Regions from separate parts of the Mus musculus genome. Here region 1 is linked to region 2. The links are chromatin contacts, called in public promoter capture Hi-C maps. All regions are on one chromosome and are shown on one strand. The core of a region is the stretch at or near the end of the contact, and the rest is flanking DNA. Distances in the headings are between cores, read along the strand shown.

Evidence for each region. Capture Hi-C pulls out chosen DNA fragments and counts their contacts.
Region 1: a promoter capture Hi-C map of adipose tissue shows a contact between it and region 2. The contact joins two enhancer-like sites. A contact is called at or near these places in 1 of 115 datasets of contacts at active chromatin or transcription factors (embryonic stem cells) and 2 of 9 other capture datasets (adipose tissue and pancreatic islet).

The regions. Positions count from the first base shown.
Region 1 is chr6:51,557,219-51,562,955 of GRCm38.p6, forward strand. Snx10 (sorting nexin 10) reads left to right here. Exons shown (of 7, transcript NM_001127349.1): 2 at 4,800-4,846. The coding sequence starts at 4,823. It also overlaps the pseudogene Gm52883. Among named protein-coding and RNA genes, the nearest start is that of Snx10, 36 kb to the left of the region's middle. Within about 2 kb of position 1,318, at least 72 of the 459 cell types and tissues checked have an H3K27ac peak or open chromatin away from gene starts, as enhancers often do. A contact at or near this core is called in adipose tissue, where this site is marked.
Region 2 is chr6:51,873,138-51,878,417 of GRCm38.p6, forward strand. It overlaps Skap2 (src family associated phosphoprotein 2), which reads right to left. Exons shown (of 13, transcript NM_018773.2): 11 at 1,338-1,450. Among named protein-coding and RNA genes, the nearest start is that of Skap2, 140 kb to the right of the region's middle. Within about 2 kb of position 3,209, at least 61 of the 459 cell types and tissues checked have an H3K27ac peak or open chromatin away from gene starts, as enhancers often do. A contact at or near this core is called in adipose tissue, where this site is marked.

The DNA.
Region 1 (5,737 bases), core at 68-2,567, 320 kb before region 2:
TGGAATCATGAAGGCCTTGTCTTTTGTGACCAAGTTTTTCAGTTACCCTAATACCCGTAAAGTTCATCTGTGTGGCAGCCTGTGCCCATCGCTTCCGTGTGTGCCTGTTCCACATCTTGTTTATTGACTCATCCATCTATGGACACTTGAATCGCTTCTCCATCTTAGCCCTGTGAATCATTCTGCTATGAACGTGTATACTGTGATAGTTTGTCTATACTTGGCCTAGGGAGTGGCACTATTTGGAAGTGTGGCCTTGTAGGAGTAGGAAGTGTGTTATGTGGGCATAGGCTTTAAGATCCTCATCGTTGCTGTCTGTAAGCCAGTCTTCTCATAGCTGCCTTTGGAACAAGATGTAGAATTTTCAGCTGCACACTGCTATGCTCCTGCCTCGGTGATAATGGACTGAAGCTCTGAACCTGTAAGCCAGCCCCAATTAAATGTTGTCCTTTATAAGACTTGCCTTTGCCTTGGTCATGATTGCTCTTCATAGCAGTAAAACCTTAACTAAGACATGGATGAATATCTCTTTGAGACCCTATATTCACTTCTTCTTCTTTTTTTTCTCCCTTCAAGACAGGGTTTCTTTGTGTAGCCCTGGCTGTCCTGGAACTCACTCTGTAGACCAGGCTGGCCTTTAACTCAGAAATCCACCTGCCTCTGCCTTCCCAGGTGCTGGGATTAAAAGGTATTTGCCACCACTACCTGGTCCTACTTTCACTTCTTAAAAAAATTCATACCAAGGACCCGGAGGGATGGGTCAGTGGTTAAGAGCCACTGGTTGCTCTTCAGTAAATAGAACTGGGTTCGAGCCCCAGTGCCTATGATATGGATCACAAACATCTGTGACTCCAGTTCCATGGGATCTGACACCTTCTTCTGACATCTGTGGGCAGTTGGCAGGCATGCAGTGCACAGACATACATGCGGTTGGAAACACTCATATGCATATAACAAAATAATAAAAGATAAAATATATACTCAGAAGTGGAATTGCTATGTGTGGGGCTTCTATTTTCAAAAATATCATCATCATCATCATCATCACCACCACCACCACCATCATCATCAACAACTATTTAAACACTAGATGAGGGATGGGGGCGCACATGCCTAGCATGTGTAGGAGCCTGAGTTTGATTCCTTGTACCACACATTCAACTCTGAGAGATGTGAACTCCGATGAGCTGACATGATGAATTGGCAGACACAGTTGAAGGGCTGAAGGAAGAAACTTGTTGCAAGAGATAGGGACAAGGAGGAAGGAGAAGTGGACTGACTGCTTCCGTGTTGAGTTAGAGCAGGATGAGTTGGCTCGCCCTACCGCCTTGTGACTCATTGCTTTCAGTTTGAAAGCTCACTGATTGCTTGGCATGGGATAGGGGACTGCGTTCTGGTTTGATCAGTCGGTTGAGCCCAGTATGAGAACTCAGGCCAAATCAAAGGCTTTGTGTACATTTTATTTGAGTACCCTTTTGGTTTTAGTTTTATGTGTTGATTGTTGAAACCCTCGCTCACCTTTTTTACAGAAATATTTGCTGGTATAGATTTGCAGGGGCATTTCATGAATTGATCTGTTCATCATTCGTCACGAATAATGAATAATTTCTATTATTTGACTTGCCTATTTAAAGTTTTTGTAAACTTATTTTTTAAAAAGACTTATTTATTTGATGTATATGAGTACACCATTGCTCTCTTCAGACACACGAGAAAAGGGCATCAGATCCCATTACAGATGGTTGTGAGCCACCATGTGGTTGCTGGAAATTGAACTCAGGACCTCTGGAAGAGCAGTTGGTGCTCCTAACTGCTGAGCTGTCTTTCCTTTTTTTTTTTTTTTTTTTTTTTTTTTTTCGAGACAGGGTTTCTCTGTATAGCCCTGGCTGTCCTGGAACTTACTTTGTAGACCAAACTCAGAACTCAGAGATCTGCCTGCCTCTGCCTCTGCCTCTGCCTCCCTAGTGCCGGGATTAAAGGAGTGCACCACTCAGCCCAGCTCTTTTTTTCACTTTCTTTGATACTTTTGAGACCAACACAGGATGCTTATGGGTTCTGTCCCACAAGGCCCTTTCTGCTGCCTGGTGTTCTTTTTTTCCCCTGGATACTAAGATTCATACACGTAACTTTTCTCTTTCTTTCTTTCTTTCTTTCTTTCTTTCTTTCTTTCTTTCTTTCTTTCTTTCTTTCTTTCTCTCTCTCTCTCTCTCTCTCTCTCTCTCTCTCTCTCTCCCTCCCTCCCTCCCTCCCTCCCTCCCTCCCTCCCTCTCTCTCTCTCTCTCTCTCTCTCTCTCTCTCTTTTTCTTTTTTTTTTAATAAAGTAGCGTGTTGCTCAGTTTTCTATCATTGCTGACAACCTTACAGGCAGGGGGAATTGATTTTGGTCCATGCTTTCAGAGGTGTAGGTTGGTGATTGGCTATCTTGTTACTCGTAGGGTATGGGACAACAAATCGTAGCTGAATGTGCAGAAAGAGGAAAGCCTGGGGTCCCAGTGACTTCAAGGAAATGTCTTCAATGGTTGTTTCCTTACACCACTCTCCATCTCCTAAAGACCTACCACTTCTCGATAGCACAGACGGGGAGCCGGGCCTCGAACACGCGGGCAGCTATTTAAGAGTTAGACTATACCAGTGACCTTTCTGCAGGTGGAATCATAATGAGAAATGAGACATTTGACTGATTCCTCCCCTACGTACAGTTGTCTTCAGTATTAGGAGGCAGTGTGGCTGAGGGCTAGGATGGTGTATCCTGGAGGAGGCGTTGTCAAGGCAACATGGTAAGACAGAGTGGGGAATACTAGAAAGGTCTGTTGGTACCCCTCTGTTCCCAGGTGTGGGCATTCGCTCTTGGTACCTGGCCCCATGTCCACAGGGGAGATGTGGACAAGGTGGACAAGGGTTTGTTGGGACAATTTTCATTCCTAGTCTTCCTCCCGCCTCCCACTGTGCTCCCCCCACCGCAGGGGATCTGCCTGTTTCTGCCTCCCCAGAACTGGAATTGCAAATGCATGCCACCATACCTGGATTTTTATACGGGTGCTAGGGGTCTAACTGAGGGCTTCAGGCTTCTATAGCAAGCACTTTCCTGACTAAGCTATCACCCATATTTCTCTTAATCAGCCAATAAAAGAGTTAAAAACTTGTTTCCTTAACAATAAAACCCATTACTCTCTCCCTGTGTCTTAGGAAGGCCCTGGCCACTCCGAGCTTAGGGATGAACCCACCCTTTCTTCCCTTGTGGGTGGGTAGAGCTGGGGCTGGGATGACGACCTCATGTCTGACCCATTTATCTCTGCTGTGCTGTCCTGGAGCCAGAGCCAGCAGTGGAGCAGGGAGACAGACGGGCTTGAGTTGAAATGACACTTGCGGTCTTTCCTTCGTTTCAAGACCGTGGGCAAGTGTAATTCCCCGGCTACATGCTGTGAGCATGTCAGGTCCTCACAGGGTGGGAAGACACATAAAGTCCCACAGTTCTGCTCTGTTGGAGAGATGCAGTAGAACAGGAAACTGGGACAATAGAATGTGTGTGTGTGTGAATATAAATTATATAAGTATTATAAGATATATATAAGATTTACAGTAATAACCATTTGTAAGTATACAAATTATCTGTTGAGATTCAGTTGCTCATAGACAATGCATAACCAGTCTCCAGAATTCTTTAACTTGTCAACTGAAACTGCCATTGAACAATAATACTCCGATGCTGCACCCCTTCCCAAAGAACCCCACCATTTTGCGCCTGACTGTGACAACTGTAGGTGTCTCTGCATATTTGTATTTGCTGATGGTCCTTTCCCCCTTAGCATAATGGCCTCCAGGTTTACCTGTGGTGCGTGTCCCTCCAGTCTTGTCACACTGTTCGTTCTTTCATGTCATTCCCATGTTGGAATTGTGTAGCAATCTCACGAGCTGAGTCTGCTTTGCACTCTGCTCCTCTGGGTCAGCCCAAGGTCTCTTATTGTTGAATGAGTGTTTGGGCAAATGTTCAAGTCCCCACATTCCCAGTTGTACCCCAGGTCATGGTTCTGGTTCACCCCACATAGATCCCTTCAGCTTGCATGTTGCATTGCTACACGTGTGGTCCTTCAAACCAGAGAAATGCATTCTTAGACAATTCTGGAGACCAGAAGTTCAAAGCTGAGGTCTGAGCAGGATGCTCCTCCCTCTAGAAGTTTAGGAGGGGATCCTTTCTTGCCTCCTCCCACTGAGTCTCACTCTGTAGTCCAGGCTGGCCTAGAACTCATGATAATCCTAGTGTTTCAGCTTCCTGAGTACTGGGACTGGAGGCATGAGCCACCACGCCTGGCCCTCTTCTTTCTCTTATGAGGATACTTGTCACTAGGTATGGTGGCAGACACTTTTAAATCCAGGACTTAGATAGTAGAGGCAGGAGGAGACAGGCCAGAACCAGCTAAAATGTGAATTCAAGGACCACACGGGATATATGACACCCGTCTCCCAACTTGTCATTAGATGTAGGACTGACTTTAGTAAGCTAGAATGACTGTACCTGTGTACTCTTAACTGCATTTCCAAATAAAGCCAGCTTCATAGGACCTGGCAGTTGGGGTAGGAAATGTCTTTCAGGCAGCTACATTTTAACTCCATCCTCTGAGGTCTGTCTGTCTTGTCAAACATCACTCTTTTTAAATCATCTGTTGCTTTTACAGGGCTGGAGGGAGGGGACCCGGAAGTTGTCAATGAAAGATTCAGTTCCATGAATTGAAGAGTCTGGGGTGTGGGGGAACTCTAGAGTGGAAGTTTGATGTCACGAGTATTGATACCTTATTTTTCAGGTTGATCGTGTCCTGAGCTGAAGATGTTCCCAGAACAGCAGAAAGAGGTAAGATGCTACCCATTCGTTTATGGAGAGTCTGGGCTGAAAATCTGAAAATAAATAATAATCCACAGATGTTGGGTCATCACAGACTAGTCCAAGAAGTTCCTAGAAACGGGTGACATCTCAGAAGAGGGCTGATGGAAGAACAGCCACTCCCTGTCCCCTCTGTAAACATCCCATGCCATCCATCCCCCTTCTAGTTCTGCGACTAAGCTCTAGCACCCTCTGCCCCTCACTCATCTTCTAAAGCTCTGCCTCCCAGACCCAGAATCCTCCCAGGTTCTGCCTCCCACCCTTCGCCTGAGCATCTCTCCCATGCTGCTTGCCTGGTTTTCTGCTTTGTTGACTCATCCCTGGATACTCTCAGCTTTGAGTAGGGACCCAGGAAAGTGTCAGCCAGCCGTTTCTTTTATTCTGTTTGTTTCTTTTAGAGTTTTGTTCTGTTGTTTTGATTTTGTTTATTTGTTTCCCACACAACTCAACAAGACTGTCTTTTCTTTTTCTTTCTTTTAAAGATTTATTTATTATTATATGTAAGAACACTGTAGCTGTCTTCAGACGCACCAGAAGAGGGCATTAGATCTCATTACGGATGGTTGTGAGCCACCATGTGGTTGCTGGAATTTGAACTCAGGACCCTCAGAAGAGCAGTCAGTGTTCTTAACCACTGAGCCATCTCTCCAGCCCTTCTTTTTCTTTTTTAAATAACTCCTGTGTTGGCAATAGTATTCTTTTTTTTTAAACATTATTTATTTATTTTATGTATATGAGTACAGTGTAGCTGTCTTCAGAAATACCAGAAGAGGGCATCAGATCTCATTACAGATGGTTCTGAGCCGCCATGTGGTTGCTGGGAATTGAACTCCGGATCTCTGGACGAGCAGTCAGTGTTCT
Region 2 (5,280 bases), core at 1,959-4,458:
AAAAGCTGTCATGTGGATATGACAGTAAGATAACATAGCAACCCATGGATCCCACCATTGGGAGGCTGACTGGAGTTCACAACCAGCCTTGGCTTTGGGCTTCTCAATAAGTCGTAATCTGTATTATTAGTAAATATTCCTTCTCGCACTTCTCCTACTAATCTCCAAGTGCTTATGTATTATTCTTTAGGATTCCTGATGTCTAGAATGTGTCCTGGTATTGTACATGCTTTATATGGGATGGGATGGGATGGGATGGGATGGGATTAAGCAGAAGGGACAGAAATGAACTACTCTAGGAGTCAAGATAATATAGCTAGCTCATGTACTCTATCTGCACCAAGAATAGACAATCTTCATTAAGATGCCCACTCTAAGATTCTGTGACCAGCTGGGTCAAGATTTTCAGTGCCAGCCAACCAACATTAAAATCCAAAATGTGACATTATTTTCAAATTCTCTTTGTATCTAATAACACATATCATCTTTCTGAAATATCCAAAATATTTCTCAGCTCAATAATTTTAGGGTTATAAAGTGTTAGACTTATGACCTATATAACATTTCCCTGCTTATATTTAAGTCATTTTCATTCATGATTTGGTGCTAAGATAAGCTTAAAAACATTTTTAAAAATCCCTATAGTACAGTAGGAAAAACTTCAGAGTGAAAATTAAGAGAGTTCCAACACTGCATCAGAAACTGATGTCTGGAGCAGACAGGTTCTACAGTGCAGTGTCTTAAAAAGCAAAGACACGATTCTCATGTACATAAAGATGAGTTTGTGGCAATATACTTTGGTACTGCAATTACAAATATAGTGTGTTAAACTTTAAAAAATTACCTCAACTTGTCTGAATATAGAGCCTTTAAATTGTTGGAACACCCAATGTGTTTACACAAAGATGAAAACCTTTTTTTATAAACACAATGTTTCTACTGGAGAATGGCAGGCAAACTCAGAATAAGCACACAGAAGAATAAGGAGGAAGAAGCAAGAAAAACATAATTAATAACCTAATACCTTACAATGTTAACTTTCACATAAGTATATTGTTTCTGGATAAGGCAGTAGGTGGATGCCTGCCAAGGGCTAGAGTGACAGGTAAACACACGGCTAAGTTGAATCCTGTTATCTGATTGTGTTTAAATTCTGATTATAGTTCACTTGACAAAATAATTAATTATTGTGAACTTCCAATTGTTAACTAGGACCTAGAAGAATTCCAACTGGCATTTTTCCCTTGTGTTGTAAATTTAAATGCAGGAGAACTGAGCTGTGTATTTCCCGTTGACAGCTGTCATTTGTGGGGTGGGGTGGGGGGTAACTTTCTTACCTTGCTAAGAATGTAAATCACATCACCACGCTTAAAGGACAACTCATCAGACAGAGCTCCAGTGCAGTCCCACAGACCCTGGTAAAAATTAGCGTAATCAGTGCTTTTATCTCCTAGGAAAAAGAGAGAGAGACTTGGGGTTAAGGCTTGAATCAAAAGAAATTAAAGAACCATTTTAGATTGCCAAGAAAGAAGCCCTGGCCTGGATCATGGTACATCTTAGTGAACCTGCAACTACTCCTGAGCATGCTCATGAAGATTGTTTCAGAAGGTTTGGTTTTTCATGGCCCCCTCCACTTCTATCTGTAATCTATAACCTGTAGCAATTACATTCTCAAATAGCAAGGTGCTTCTGCTCATTTTTAATGGAAAGTCCTAAGCTCACTCGCTATGTGTTTAAAGAGCAACTGGTCTTACTGTACCATCAGAATATCTAAGGGACAGATTGGACATATCTGAAGTAACAATTTCATGGAGTTTAGAACACTTGATAAGAGCATAATAATAATAGCATACTTTAATACTCAAATATAAAGCATTTGTATCCAAAGTCTCTCAAAGTTGTCTCTAAAATACTTTTGCAGCTGTGAAATTGCTAATGCAGACTTTTGTTCGTCAGGTCTAGGACATTAGGCTCCCACAGTGGCGTTATCAGTTCATCCTTCTCCTGGCATAAGCACAATGGATGTGAAGTGCTCAAACTGCCATACACACCATTAACTGATTGATTATTTAGTGCTCGTCGCTCCGTAATACCACAGTAACTGGATAATGTATGCTTTGTCACTCACACAATGTGGCTCCTAAAACACAGCACACAGTTAAATACGCTGGATGCTTTTGTTACACAAGAGAACTGTTTCCTGTTTTTAATTTCGTGATAATTGAGTTCTGATGAGTTAAGGAAAAAAGACTGCAAGTTATATCAATAAGACACAAAATGCCCGTGTATTCACTAGCCAGGCGGAACACAGATGTGCTGACAGCTTCCATCGCTGCAATGTCAGCTTTGAATCCACGGGATAACGTGGACATGGATGCTGGATCAGGCTTGTCATCTCACTTTTAAACAAGAGGCGTCTTGGCAACCTCAATACAAACGGCCACATTAGTACAGTCAGCATAGTGTTGATCTCCACAAAGTATTAATTTATTAGGAGATTTAAATTCTCCTTAATGTCTTTAACATTTTTTAAAAAGGAGAATCTGAATAACATGGAATCTAAGTATTTGTGGGATGCACCGTTTCACTTAAATTTGTGAGAAAATAAACAAGGACTAGAAAATACAACCTAACAGAATCCTCTGTTAATTTTTATTTTTTAGGATGGAAAGAGAGGGACAATAGGAGCGGCATGATAGGATTGGGGGAGGGGAGGAGGAGGAGGAAGAAGGAGGGAGGAAGGGAGAGAGGGAGGGGGGAGAGGGAGGGAGGGAGAGGGAGAGAGAGAGAGAGAGAGAGACCGACCCTGTATTGGCCTCTCCACTGTAGTAGCACTTGGGCTCAGAGCACTAAAACCAGCAGGGGCATGTGCAAGCCCCAGAATCCAACCAGGAGCTAATAGTGCTTGTGGCCACCCCTATCACATCCTCCCCCAGCCCCCAGGCATATATTAAATACATTCTGTAAACAGACACTAGAGGGCACTCCAGCTGGCCAGATACCTCCAAGCATTGACCATTTCTTTCTTTCTTTTTTTTTTTTTTTAAAAATCACTTAATAATAAAGTGACTGATTTCCTTTAAAAACCACTTATTTAGACAAATAGAGATTTAGAATTGAAACATTCCTGTCAGATTAAATCAACTGCTAATTGGGTCAAATGTTGCACCCCATGTGGTCTCTCAGTGTCAGCTTGAAAGTCAAGGAGTTAGAGCAGACAGGATGACATCATCTCACACGTGAGGCCTGCCACACAGTTCTAGCCAAGTCAAAGAAGGTCTAAATAGCTAGTTTCCCCAGTAGCCCTTCCCCCACCCCCCAACTTGTTCCCCACGCTGCTCAGGCCTTAGGCTTGGTCCGAAGACGTGGAAGAAACAAACTTTGGCTGAAAAACTGAGGTCAAAGTTTTTGGTGGAGCTGTGGGATCCCAGGTCCCAGCTGTCCGGGCCCTCCTCTGGTTCAGACCTTCTCACAGTACTTTTCAATTAACATGTTTTTTGTTTGTTTTTTGTTTTGTTTTTTGTTTTTTTTTTTTTTAAGTAGGGGGAGGAAAGAAAGGACAAAAAACCCCAAGTATCCAGTGATTTTAAATACACATTCTTACCACTTTGGTTTCTCTTTCCCTGGATACACTTGGAGAGACTCCCATTAACACTAATGGGAGTTACAGGAGCAGCAAGGGGAGAGACCCCCACGGTGTACAAGATGCATCTCTCCCTAGATGTGCATCAGGGGCATTCCATTAAACCTCACTGCTGCAAGGAAGTCAGGGAAGAGCCAGGGATTCAGCAGAGCCGGGGAAAGACACATTTTCAACTGTGCCTCCTGTAATCTTGATGATGATGGAGTCCAAAAAATGACGGACGGTCGGTCCCATGGACAGTGAGCACCGCTGAGGAGCACTCTGTGTGCCATCTGTGCGTCTATGACTGGCGTTCTAAGTGAAGAGCGGGCATCTACAGTGAGGGGAAGGCCAGCAGTGTGTGTGCTAGCTGCCTCCCCGGAAAGCATGCCAGACAAAAAGAATCAGGAGTGATCTTATTTGTGGAAAGCAGGAAGCTCCTATAGCTTATCTCTAAAATGGAGTGGCTCTAAACACACATAGACAAAACTCATGTACAAAAACAGCTTTGAAAGCACAGAAGGCTCACAAACACTAGCAGTCTTTGCCTGTGCTCGGGGAGATAACCCACAGGACATGACTTTGCTTTGCTTTGTGGCACAGGGATAGCAGATGCAGAGCCTCGAGTAGGCTAGTCAGAATGCCTTCCTGCTGAGAACCATCCCTGGCCCCAAGAAAGGCAGGCATTCTGTAGACTATGGAACACTCACAAGCACAGATAATGTGGTTTCGCTGTCTTTACTCGGCATGTTAACACCATTCTATCTATACCACAGTCAATATTTTGAAAATTACACACAAAATGTCACCTTGCTATGTGTGCTGTCCTGAGGGGCATGAATTACTTTTGAAAGAAGGTTTAAAAAGGAAAGTTAGCTAGCCTTTGAAAAATGTACACAATGAGCTTTTAAATTTTTATAAAAATACATATTTGGCAAAGCTAACAGGATTGTTACCAAAGTACAAATTAAGCAAGTAACCGCCAGATAGTCCACAAACACAAGATTATAAAAGGCATGTTGACAATGAATGAAGCATGATGCCGACACCAGAGACCCTTTCCCTAAGTACTGCAAGCCTGAAAAGTGTTTTAGAAAGGACAGCAGATTTTTATATTGTTAAAAACATCAAGCGGGCCCATCTATATACCTATAAATATACATGACCTTTGTAAGATGAGTGAATGTGAAGCGACTTGTAGGAGACAAGATGAACTCAGCTTTACCTTTAGATTTTACATTGCAACACTGAGTCTCTTCCTGCAAAATTAGTCAATGTAAAAAATATACATCAAATTCTTGAGCGAGGTTAGAAGTTCACAAGATGAGATGCTAGGCAGAAAGCAACACTCTTGTCAGCTCAGTGCTCCTAGTGGCAAGCACAGAGTCCCTGACGGCTTGCTTTGCGAAGGCATTGAATGATGGCTTGAAAGAGCTCTGTGGCACAAGAGACAGACATTGCAGTATCTTGTGGCTATGGCATGAAAAGCTCATCAACTTACTGGATTCCTTTGAGAAAAACTCTTTTCCCCCTACCCTCAAAGGCAAACATTTGAGGCATGCTCACTTGTGCCTGTGGAAGGTCTATCTACTATCTGTTTCTACCCTCTCTACCTGCATAGACATTTTACAAAGAAACATGCATGCTCTTGGCAGAAG